Linked DNA regions of Rattus norvegicus: region 2 is linked to region 1. The links are chromatin contacts, called in public Hi-C maps. All regions are on one chromosome and are shown on one strand. The core of a region is the stretch at or near the end of the contact, and the rest is flanking DNA. Distances in the headings are between cores, read along the strand shown. Region 1 holds the start of Cpt1c (carnitine palmitoyltransferase 1c). Region 2 holds the start of Rpl13a (ribosomal protein L13A).

The links. Hi-C and Micro-C count contacts between places; a contact is called where the count stands out from the background.
Region 2: a Hi-C map of the A7r5 cell line shows a contact between it and region 1, with 2.1 times the contacts expected there. The contact joins the promoter of Rpl13a here to the promoter of Cpt1c in region 1. A contact is called at or near these places in 8 of 12 Hi-C or Micro-C datasets (the A7r5 cell line, Schwann cells, frontal cortex and 4 more) and 1 of 1 datasets of contacts at active chromatin or transcription factors (oligodendrocytes).

Annotation. Positions count from the first base shown.
Region 1 is chr1:104,592,320-104,597,362 of GRCr8, forward strand. Cpt1c (carnitine palmitoyltransferase 1c) reads right to left here and starts at 1,444. Exons shown (of 19, transcript NM_001034925.2): 1 at 1,261-1,444; 2 at 415-569. The coding sequence starts at 555. It overlaps Prmt1 (protein arginine methyltransferase 1), which reads right to left. Exons shown (of 10, transcript NM_024363.1): 8 at 4,272-4,422; 9 at 3,661-3,782; 10 at 3,020-3,240. The coding sequence ends at 3,157.
Region 2 is chr1:104,746,754-104,752,235 of GRCr8, forward strand. Rpl13a (ribosomal protein L13A) reads right to left here and starts at 2,160. Exons shown (of 8, transcript NM_173340.2): 1 at 2,132-2,160; 2 at 1,046-1,118; 3 at 737-802; 4 at 538-639; 5 at 249-334; 6 at 18-77. The coding sequence starts at 2,146. It overlaps LOC120100339 (small nucleolar RNA Z195/SNORD33/SNORD32 family), which reads right to left and starts at 1,014; the gene lies at 932-1,014. It overlaps Flt3lg (Fms related receptor tyrosine kinase 3 ligand), which reads right to left. Exons shown (of 9, transcript NM_001305939.1): 9 at 4,765-5,008. Snord33 (small nucleolar RNA, C/D box 33) reads right to left here and starts at 493; the gene lies at 409-493. It also overlaps LOC120100340.

The sequences.
Region 1 (5,043 bases), core at 194-2,693:
CCTGTGGAGAGTTAGTTAGTGGAGGGAGGTATGGCTTGGTGGTAGGGAAGTCTCCTGGAACCTACCAGTACAGGGGTTGGGGTTGGGGGTGAGAGTTCATTCAAGCTGTCCTAGACTGCTCAAAACCCTGGGTTCTGAACCTTGGCACCAATAAGTCAGTAAGTAAACAAATAAATAAATCCAAGATAAGGAGACTATACTGGAAGTTGTTGGGGGAGGAGCTGCATGGGGAGTGCAGCAGGGGTGAGGTGAGTCAGGAGCAGAGCGGGTCAGGTCAGTACAGAGCATCCCAGAGGAAGCCATAGTTAACAGTAGCCTGAGACTGGACACCCAGATCTTCAGAAGTGGGTTTCAGAAATCCCAGAAGCAGGTACCTGGTTCCCCAGAAGGAAATCAGCCAATAGCTCTCCTCACCCAGACACGCCAGAGATTCCTTTTCCAGGAGCGTAGGGCAGAGAGGTAAATCTCCTGCCACACTGAGGAGCTGAGCTCCACTTCTGCCCCGTCGGAACTGAGTGAAGACAGCAAGCTCGAGGCCTGGTGTGCCTCAGCCATGTTCCCTGGGACCCCTAGGAGAAAGGCAGAGAGTCATTCTTCAGGACCTCGTGCCTCCTCTCAGATCCACGAGTCCAGAACTTGGTCCTTCTCCCTTGGACCCACCTATGCAGACTTTGCTTCTACTCTCGGGTGTGTGTGGGGTGGAGGATTCCAGGCCCGGAGAAGTCTAGACCCCAGCCCCCTCTCTCATACTCTATCCCTTCCTCCCCACAGCGGGACCGCATAAGCTGCTCCAAGAACCTGAAGGGTGCTGCAGCTCACTGTTTGGGACAGGAATTCATTTAATTGGGGATCTCTGAAAGAATTAAGGCTGGAGAGCAACCTTGAGACCTGTATTACTGAGAATTCATTGCTCAGTATTCAGGATGGGAGAGGGAAATTGATGCAGGCTCAGTTCAAATAAAGCACACTATTTTTTCGCTTTTTTTCTTTTTAACGTACTAGTTTTTAGACCCATAGGGAAATGAACATTTGCCGACGGTGGCACTGTTCATTTCCAATTGCAAGGCAAACACATATGGGTTCCCTTCCACCATGGGGTCTGGAGAGGGATGAAAGAGGAAGCATCCTACTGCGCATGCCCGGCATCGAGGGATGCTGGTGACGAGCGGAGGCATGTCCAGGACAAGTGATGGAGAAGCCCCACTTGTCTGCCCCAACACAAGGCCCATAGCCCCTCCTATACCCGGTACTAGTACTTACACCGGTCAGAGGTAAGCAGCTGCGGTTCCTGGGGTCAATTCCATATAGACCTCCGTCCCCCAGTTTTGAGTCCACTACTGTTTCCCTTGTACATACATCTAATCCCCGTGTAATGAATCCACGAACTGATCAACCGTCTTTGGCTGTTATCCCGAAACCCAGAGCCACCTTGCGGGCACCTCCTCGTTCCCTGAACTGGGTGTTCAGGTCCTAGGTTTTATCCCCGCCTCCTCTGATCCCTCCGCGTTCAGTCCCTGCCCCTTTCCAATCCCTCCGCATTCTCTCCCCGCCCCTTCGGAGTCCTAGCGTCCAACCCTCTTACCCTAAGCCTGTTTTTTTTGTTTTTTGTTTTTTTTTCCTCCTTTCTTTTCCTTTTGTTTGTTCAAGAAACTAGAACAGCCTTGGCCTCCCTCCCTGCCCTCTTTTAGGTACAGCATCATGTTATGCTTGTCGCTGTATATCTGCTGGAACACATCTTGGGAGATGCTTCTCAGGCTGACAGGTCAGAACCATCCACAGCAGGCTTACAAAGAGGCTCATGAAACAGGTGCCACTGGGGAGATCCCAGCTAGACAGAGGGACGGTGCAGGATGCATAGATACACACAAACACAACAGTCTGCTTTATTCCACTCTGGGATTTCATATTCGGTCCACGATGGATCTGGTGTTCTTTTGGGTCCACCCCAGGACAGCCCATTGTCACCCAGAAAGAAGGGCAGTATCCAGGTCTCTTCACTGCAGGTAGGGATCTGTGAAGGTCCTAGGGCTCAGGTTTCCTTAGGTTAGGAGGTGGCAGGGTCAGACCGGAAGTTCTAGCAGGATCCAGGAAGCTAGCTAGTGTGGCTGAAGAGTCAATGCATCAGGAACAGGGTGGGAAGCCAGATCAAACAGGTGTCTTGTCCAAGGGCATTCAGGTCTGCTCAGTGAGCTTTCTGGCTTTAGGGTTACTGACCCCTGATTGGCCGATTGGCCATGCAACATAGGATCCAAATTCCCACCTGTCCCCAGACCAGGGTGACCCAGCTTCCATAAACACTGGTGGATCAAGATAATGGTCTTGCCCTTATTCCAGAAGACAGGAGAGTGGAGGGACCGGATCACTGGACTGGAACTAGCTTACTTAGAAACAGCACAGGAGGGCTGGAGAGATGGCTCAGCGGTTAAGAGCATCCGACTGCTCTTCCAGAGGTCCTGAGTTCAATTCCCAGCAACCACATGGTGGCTCACAACCATCTATAAAGAGATCTAATGCCCTCTTCTGGTGTATCTGAGGACAGCTACAGTGTACTTATATATATAATAAAATGAATAAATCTTTAAAAAAAAAAAAGAAAGAAACAGCACAGGATAAGAAAGAGCACTGCAGGGGTTGGATTTAGCTCAGTGGCAGAGCGCTTGGGGGACACTCGGGGGGCAGAGGCAGGAGGACCTCTGTTGGAGCTGAGCCTGGACCATAAGGCAAGTTCCAGGATAACCAAGGCTGCAAAGAAACCCTGTCTTAAACCCCCAGATAACAGAAACAGCACAGGACATGGAAGGTCTGGGGTCAAAGGACAGATATGGCTGGCCCCCACTGAGGACTGTCCTCAACCTTGGCTCCAGGGAAGAACCTCAGGAAGGTCAGGGAATGCTGAGACATGGTGAGGCCAGGAACCCTTGCCTAGCTTGAGGGACACACCCCTAGACCTATAATGGACAGTCCTCAGGGAGTGACAGGCTGCTGAACTACCCCAGCCCCCAGGGCAAGAAGTGGCACGGTCAGCTGAGGATTTATTGGCATAAACGCAACCATATAAAAACATAAGTTATGAAAAACACTGCCACGATGTACCCTCCCATCCCCCAAGCCCAGCCCCTGAGCCCCCTTTTGCAGGAGGGCCAGCCTGGCACCTCCTCAGCGCATCCGGTAGTCGGTGGAACAAGAGAGCTCACACAGCTGACCCTTGAAGTCCAGGTCGATGGTAAAGTCCAAGTCACGCTGAAGGGAAAAGGTGAGAGACAGGGCTCAGGTGTGCTATCAGGCCAAGGGTCAGGTAAATGTGCTGGCCCCTTCTGCTAGCACAATGCATACCCCGCACAATGACTGCACTACAGGCTACAGTCACCCCACTATGTTCTCCAGGACCAGCAGTGCTAGAGCCTACCACTGTTTCCAGTCCCCCTGGCAAGCATCCTGAAACCCCTCCACCGATGGATCAAGGCTGTCCTAGCATCACACTGAGCTCTGCCACTTGCTATTTTAACGTGTACAGGGAGTCAGATGATTTCAGTGCCCACAGGAAGGGTACTGAACTCAGCAGCCACACAGGGGCTTCCTAAGGTACCTACCCACCATAGTACCTAAGCTGGCACTGTTCAACTCTACCCAATACCATGTTTACTCTCCCTCAAGCCTCACATTGTTTTTGGCGTTGGGCCTCATTCCAATAGTGCCAAAAATCTCCTCGCCGGTCTTCACTGTTAGGTAGTCCTCCATGTAGAACACAGTCTGCTTCCAATGTGTGTATGGAGACTCAGGACCTGGAAGGTGGGCATAGTCAGTTCCAGGTTTTGCCTGGGTGTTACCATGCCAAACCTGCTAGTGTCCCAAGGTCACCAGCAAACAAGGCTTTAAGGGCTCCTGTCCCTGCATCTGCCTGTGTTCAGAACACTAGGTCAGACTCAGCCACACAATGACCGACATCAGAGCCAGTCTGGGACAGCTTACTGTCCCGCACTCACCCTTGTTCTTACCAGGAACAGGGCAGGAACCCTGAATCAGAATACCGTAGGCACCCCTCATGAGAATACCATGAGACACTAAGCCATGCCCCACCCCTCACCCAGTGACTCTAGGCTCTCTGTGGCTCCATTTCAACTCTCCTTTTTTGAAAGGGTTATCATTCATTTTCTTCAACTTTCTGCCCTGTTCCCAAGCAGCTCTGTGACGGTCATAAGCCCCAAGGGCTTGTGCTCCTCTCCTCCTTACACAGATGCTCCTGCCCCAGCCCAGCCCCACATGGCCCTCACTGGTAGAGAAGCCGGTCCTCTTGTGGCATCGGGTGAACTCGATGTTGAAGTAGGCCACTAGTGCATGCACATAGTCATTCCTCTTCACTTGCAGACAAAACGGGGAGGTGAAGGTCAGGTCCTCCACCTTGACTGTGTAGATGTCCACCTCCTGCCAAATGTAAGCCCATCTTGCACATGAGGACTGCTGCTTGTTAGGCCCTTCCCATCACAGCAAAACATGACCCCCAACTCCAAGCCCCATTTTCTGAAACAGGGTCTCATGTATCCTGGCCCTCAAAACATTTTCTTTCTAAAAAAGACTAGCTGTCTTCAGACACACCAGAAGAGGACATTGGATCCCATTACAGATGGTTGTGAGCCACCATGTGGTTGCTGGGAACTGAACTCAGGACCTCTGGAAGAACAACCAATGCTTATAACTACCATTTTTTTTCCCTAAAGATTTATTTATGGTGCTGGAGAGATAGCTCACTGGCTATTCTTCCAGAGGTTCTGGGTTCAAATCACAGCAGCTTATAATTGTCTCCACCATCAGTTTCTTTTGACCTAATCTCCATAGGCAACAGGCAACACTCGGTGCTGATACATACATGCATATAAAACACCTGTCCACATTAAATACATAATTATGTATGGACGTGTATGTGCCTGTCTGAGTTTATGAAGTCATATCCACGAAGATACCCACTAAGGTTAGACAGAGGGTATTGGATGCCTGGAATTGAGAGTTACATGCCCCTCAAAGAGCATCGAGTACTTTTAACCACCA
Region 2 (5,482 bases), core at 910-3,409, 160 kb after region 1:
TGTAGCCTAGAGCTTACCTTTCTGGTAGGCTTCAGCCGCACAACCTTGAGGGCAGCAGGGACCACCATCCGCTTTTTCTGTTAGAAAAAAATAAGGGCTCAGAGACGTGTTGGGTGCACTTGGTAAGAAGGCTGATGGGTCAGGCGTCTCAGCCAGTGCAGTTTTCATGAGGCTCAAACAATGTAGGTAACAGAACATCACAGACGCTAGATGCAGAGAGGCTGTGAGGCTAGGCCTGCAAGGCTCACCTTGTCATAGGGTGGAGGGATCCCATCCAACACCTTGAGGCGTTCCAGGGCAGCCTGGCCTCTTTTGGTCTTGTGCGGCAGCATGCCTGTGGGTGTAACAGCAGCAGGCCTCATCAGAGGTGCTGAGAAACCCACCTGACCTCAGGAGCAGGGCATTAGGCCAGCCTCAGATGGTAGTGCATGTAGAGTCGTCTCATAGTCAGGCAACTCGAACATGAGTGGGAGACATCCTCATCACAAGCTGCCAGATGCTCCCCTGCTCTCCATGTCACCCATGGGACCAGCTTACCTCGCACAGTGCGCCAAAAAATGCGGCTTGGGGCTCGGAAGTGGTAGGGGCCTCGAGACGGGTTGGTGTTCATCCGCTTTCGGAGAAAGGCCAGATACTTTACTGTCAGAAGGAAAAGTATATGAGGCCTTTTGGGTCCAAAAAGCAACTAAGGACCTGCTTAGCCCCACCCAAGCCCACCACCCCAGCCCTAACTCACACTTGTTTCTGTAGAAATTTCCAGAAATGTTGATGCCCTCACAGCGTACAACCACCACCTTTCGGCCTAGAAAGCATGGGGTTGGAGACAGTCAGGAAAGTCACTGAACACCCAACAAAGCCACAGAGCACTCGTGGAATGCAGATCTGTTCCAAAATCATTTCTAAGCCATGAACCCCAAGTAAGCAGGGGCAGTAAGTCTCAGAGCGGTGCATGGGTTGATCTCACAGTCGTGAGACTCAAACGAAAGATGGTGATTATTGCTCATCACAGACTCTCAGGCAAATGTGGATGTTGAATGAAACTTACCCAGCAGTACCTGCTTGGCCACAATGGCCGCCAGGCGGCCCAGAAGATGGCCCCGGCCATCCAATACTAGAACCTGTGGAAAGAGGAAGGCTTAGTAGGCTTTCCCTACTCCAAGTTACCAACCCCTTCACAGTGCCTCTCCCCACAAGGATGCCTATAACCCAGATGAACCACGTGTCCCAAAGGTACATTATTATGTGCACACAACATGACTTTTTAAAATGGAACTTCATGTTACCCTACCAGGCCTCAAATTTCAGGATAGCTGGGATCCATGGGCACACTATGACCTACAAAGGGTCTAGACTTGGTTTCAGACTTTAGCCCATTGTTTAGTCCCACCAAATCCCCAGCTTTCTCACTAAGAGCAGACCTGTTGCTCTAAGCAGCACAAAACGAACCTGTAGTTAGCTAGACTACAATGGCTGTCCTGTCTGCAATTCTGAGCAGTGCAGAACAGTACAACCCAAACTACAAGAGAAAACCATTGCACACTACCGTTTACATTTTTAAAGTGAAAAACTGTCCCAAACAGCGTCATCTACTTCCTTAGCAACAACGTACCCTCAAGACATCTAAAAACAGCAGGAAAGGTGCAGTTCAACTCCTGTCAACCCTCAAAGTCATGAGGTTTCTCCCTCAGTCTGTTTTACAAGTCTGCTTCATCATTTCACCCCTTAATTCTGAACATTTAACACCCTCAAAAGGGCTACAAGCCCAAATATTAGATGTTACAAAAACCCTAAGTCATGCAAAACAGGAGCCTCCCACTAACAAAAGTACAATACCAGGCATGAGCAATTCCAAGGTCCCCACACCCCAATGCCGGAGATGAAACCTATAAAAGTTCTTTCCGGTGTTGGGAACCCGAGTCCCACTCCCGTCTTCCCCAGGAAAAACGCTAGGCTTTCATCGTCCCATACCTAAAGACTGCCGCGGCTGGTTATGCCCACGTTACACAACCCCCTCGCGTCAAAACGTTTGCTTAAGTCCCATCGCACAAGCAGAGTGGAGCAGTGGGCTCCCATTCGGCTCCCTCCTGGAACCCACCCCAACCCCACACCGCCCGGCGCGCAGAGTCCGAACCTGCCCCTCCGCCATCTTCGGCAGCCGCCTAGGAAAGGAAGAGGTCTTGGCGCAGGGTTTCTTATCCCTTGCTGCAGGGGCGGAGGAAGTGACGCAGATGGCTCGAACTGAAGGGTTTCTGTTTTCTCATTGATCGAAGCGGTGAGTGCGCGCACACCGGAGGCGGGCCACTTTCATATTGTCCAATCAGACTATCGCATGAGTTGGATCTTGGCGGCCATGACTGTGCGGGGCGAGAGGTCACGTGGTTCTCGAGGCGTCTTTAGCCGTACAAGGCCATCCAGCCGCTGCCGCCATATTTTGGAGGGATTGCACGTCTCGGTTCAGGTGTCCGTGATGTGGAGCGCCATTACTCCCATCAACGAATGACGGTTGCAGAACATGTGGTGGCCATAAGGGGGCGAGAATATGTCTTGGCCCGCCCTTCAGAGCTGCGTGTGTAACGGTCCCTCCCCTCAACCTCTTGGTGTGCTGAAAATTGCTGGCCTTTCCTGAGCCTAGGAGTTTCCTTCTGTCAGACAAGTCGGGGTAGTCTTCCTAGATGGAAGAGTATGAAGGAGAGAAGGCCTTTCAGGTTCCTGAGACGCAGATGCACTCACTTGCTGCTGTACCCAGCTGTGAATGTTGTCTGAGCTGCCCTCCCTGCTGTGCACCTATAACCGCCCACCACCAAAGGAAACAACAAAAAGGCAGTAGATTGTTCAGTATGAAAGACTCATTTTGTCCTGAAAAATCTCCCTAAACATCCCAGCCTGAGTCGGTTCCTCCAGGAGGTTCCAACACTGTTTTGCTTACTTGTTACACTTTGGTGCCATGATTTTGGGGAATTGGACTGCTTCTGCTTCACATCATAGTCCTATGGAGCATTCCCCCGTGCTGACCCTGGGCTGCTGAAGGCCTCAGAAAACAAATAGAACCTTTTGTTGTCCGTTCGGGTTTTTGATACAAGATTTCTGCAATCCAGGCTGACCTTAAACTTAAGATCCTGCCTTAACTTCTGGAGAGCCCGTATTGCATCACCAAGCACCAAAAAACCAAGATTCTGAAACCTAAAAGGTCCACCCATTCCCTGTCCCATCCACAGATAGGCCTGGAAGAGCTGGTACAAAAAAAAAAATTTTATATACAAGTTCATGGGGGCAAGGGCTTTGTACAGAATGGGGCGAGTGGGACTTTTGTTGAGTTCTGATGTTGTCTCCATCCTGGGGAGAGCTGGCTGAGGCAGGTCCAAGAGGAGGCCAGCCTCCACCCAACTGTCCCTGTGTCCAGGCTGTGCAAAACGTCTGTCAGATGACTCCGGCTTGGCCTCAGTATCCTCTGTAAAATGGGATCATCAATGGTCTGTCTGAAGTGGAGTTCACAGACTGCATTCTAACACTGACCTATGCCCCCATCCCCTTTCTGTGAAAGACAAGCAAATCCTCTAAGATTGAACTACACCCTCCCACTCCCTTACCCCCTCAACACTGCTTAGGTTAGCCTCAGACTTCTTTGCAACAGTAGATAACCCAGAATTCCTGATCTTTCTGCCTCTTCTCCAGAATGTATAAGGGAGTACAGATTTGCACCACAAAAATCTGCTGCAAGTCTTTTTTTTTTTTTTTTTTTTTTTGGTTCTTTTTTTCTTTTTTTTCGGAGCTGGGGACCGAACCCAGGGCCTTGCGCTTCCTAGGTAAGCGCTCTACTTTTTTTTTTTTTTTTTTTTTTAAAGGAAGTTTTACAGCCAAGCCTGGTGGCTCACCTATCTTGGAGGAGGCAGAAGCAGGTGGATCTCTGAGTTCCAAGCCAGCCTGGTCTACAGAGTGAGTTCCAGGTCAGATAGGACTACATGAGACCCTCATTTCAAAACCAAAGGAGTCATGGCCTTCAAGCTGGGTTAATGGGTAAAAGGCCTCTGCTGCCGAGTTTGACCACTGGAGTTCCATCCAACACTGGAGGGCCAACATGGTGAAAGAACCAGCTTCCCACATGTCCTCTGACTTATATACAGGTGCCATAATACACTGTGCCCGCTCCCCGGGTGTAATCCTTTTTTCAGTTTATTTGGTGGGGGAAGTCTGGCATAATTTCTTTTAAAAAGAGGAATTACTGTCAGGTATGGTAATACACACCTGTGACTCCAGCACCCCAGAGGCTGAGACCGGAGTATTGCCCCTACATTCCAGGCCATCCGAACTACATAGACCCTATCTCAAAAATAAATAAGTAGAGATGGGTTTACACACATGTACCGCTATGGCTGTGTGTTTCAGAAATGGGAAACCGCAAAATTTAAAAACTTAAATTTGGAAAATTTAAACAATCTAATTGTTTTAATTAAGCTGACAGGAAATTCATTTTGGCAGTGTGAATCTTAAGTACAGATGACGTGTTTCTATAGCGACTGTGTGGCAGCCGCAGATGGGAGCCAGAGTCTCACATGTGCAGGGACCCTGCCACTAAGCTCCAGTGCCAGCATTTCTGTTTTCCATTGTTATTTTGAGACAGATTTTATGAAGTTTCCCAGGCTGTCCTTGAACTCACTCAGTAACCCAGGTTGGCCTTGAGCTCACTCAGTAGCCCAGGCTGGCCTTGAAGTTTTGATCTCTCTGCCTCAGCCTCCTGAATACTGAGATTCCAGGCACGCAGCACCATACCCGGCAGTTGTTTTTATTTTAAGGGGCGGAGGTGACAGAAGCGACCACACAGGGCGACAATGCATCCCCTTCTTCCTTTCTGTTTTTCTTAAAGTCAGTATCCTCCAGTTTCAGCATCTCCAATCCAGAAGCTCTGGAATTACACATGTCCATCGCCAGGCCCAGACAGTGTGTCCTCTGGGCTGGGGATGTAGCTCAGCACAGCATTTGCCTAGCTTGTTCCTTGTTTTGGTTCCCAACCCTAGCACCAAGAAAAAAAAAAAGAAGAGAAAAGCCTTGTTGTATATAGCATGCCCGTAAGCCCAAGCTATTTGGAAGGTAGGGGCAGGAAGGTTCATTGAGGTGTTCAAAAAGTGTTTTAAGTCAGTTTGGGCAACATAGTGAGACCTCATCTGAAAAAAACAATAAGTGTGACTGAACTGAATGTTTTTGTTTGTTTATTTGAGACAGGAGACAAGAGTTCATTGTGTATCTCACAGTGGCCTTGAACTCACTTTGTAGCACAGGGTGGCCAGACAGTTCAGCAATTCTCCTGCTCCGGGCTCCCAAGGGCTGGGGTTACAGGTGTAACCTCCACATGAGAGGCATTATGAGTGTAAAACATATTACATTCTAAAATTCGGGTACTGGCAGGGGACCAGCCTTCTGCCTCTTTGCTCATTCTCACAGCAGACCCATGATCTTTCCCAGCCCTCCACAGCCTTGTGACTGTGGG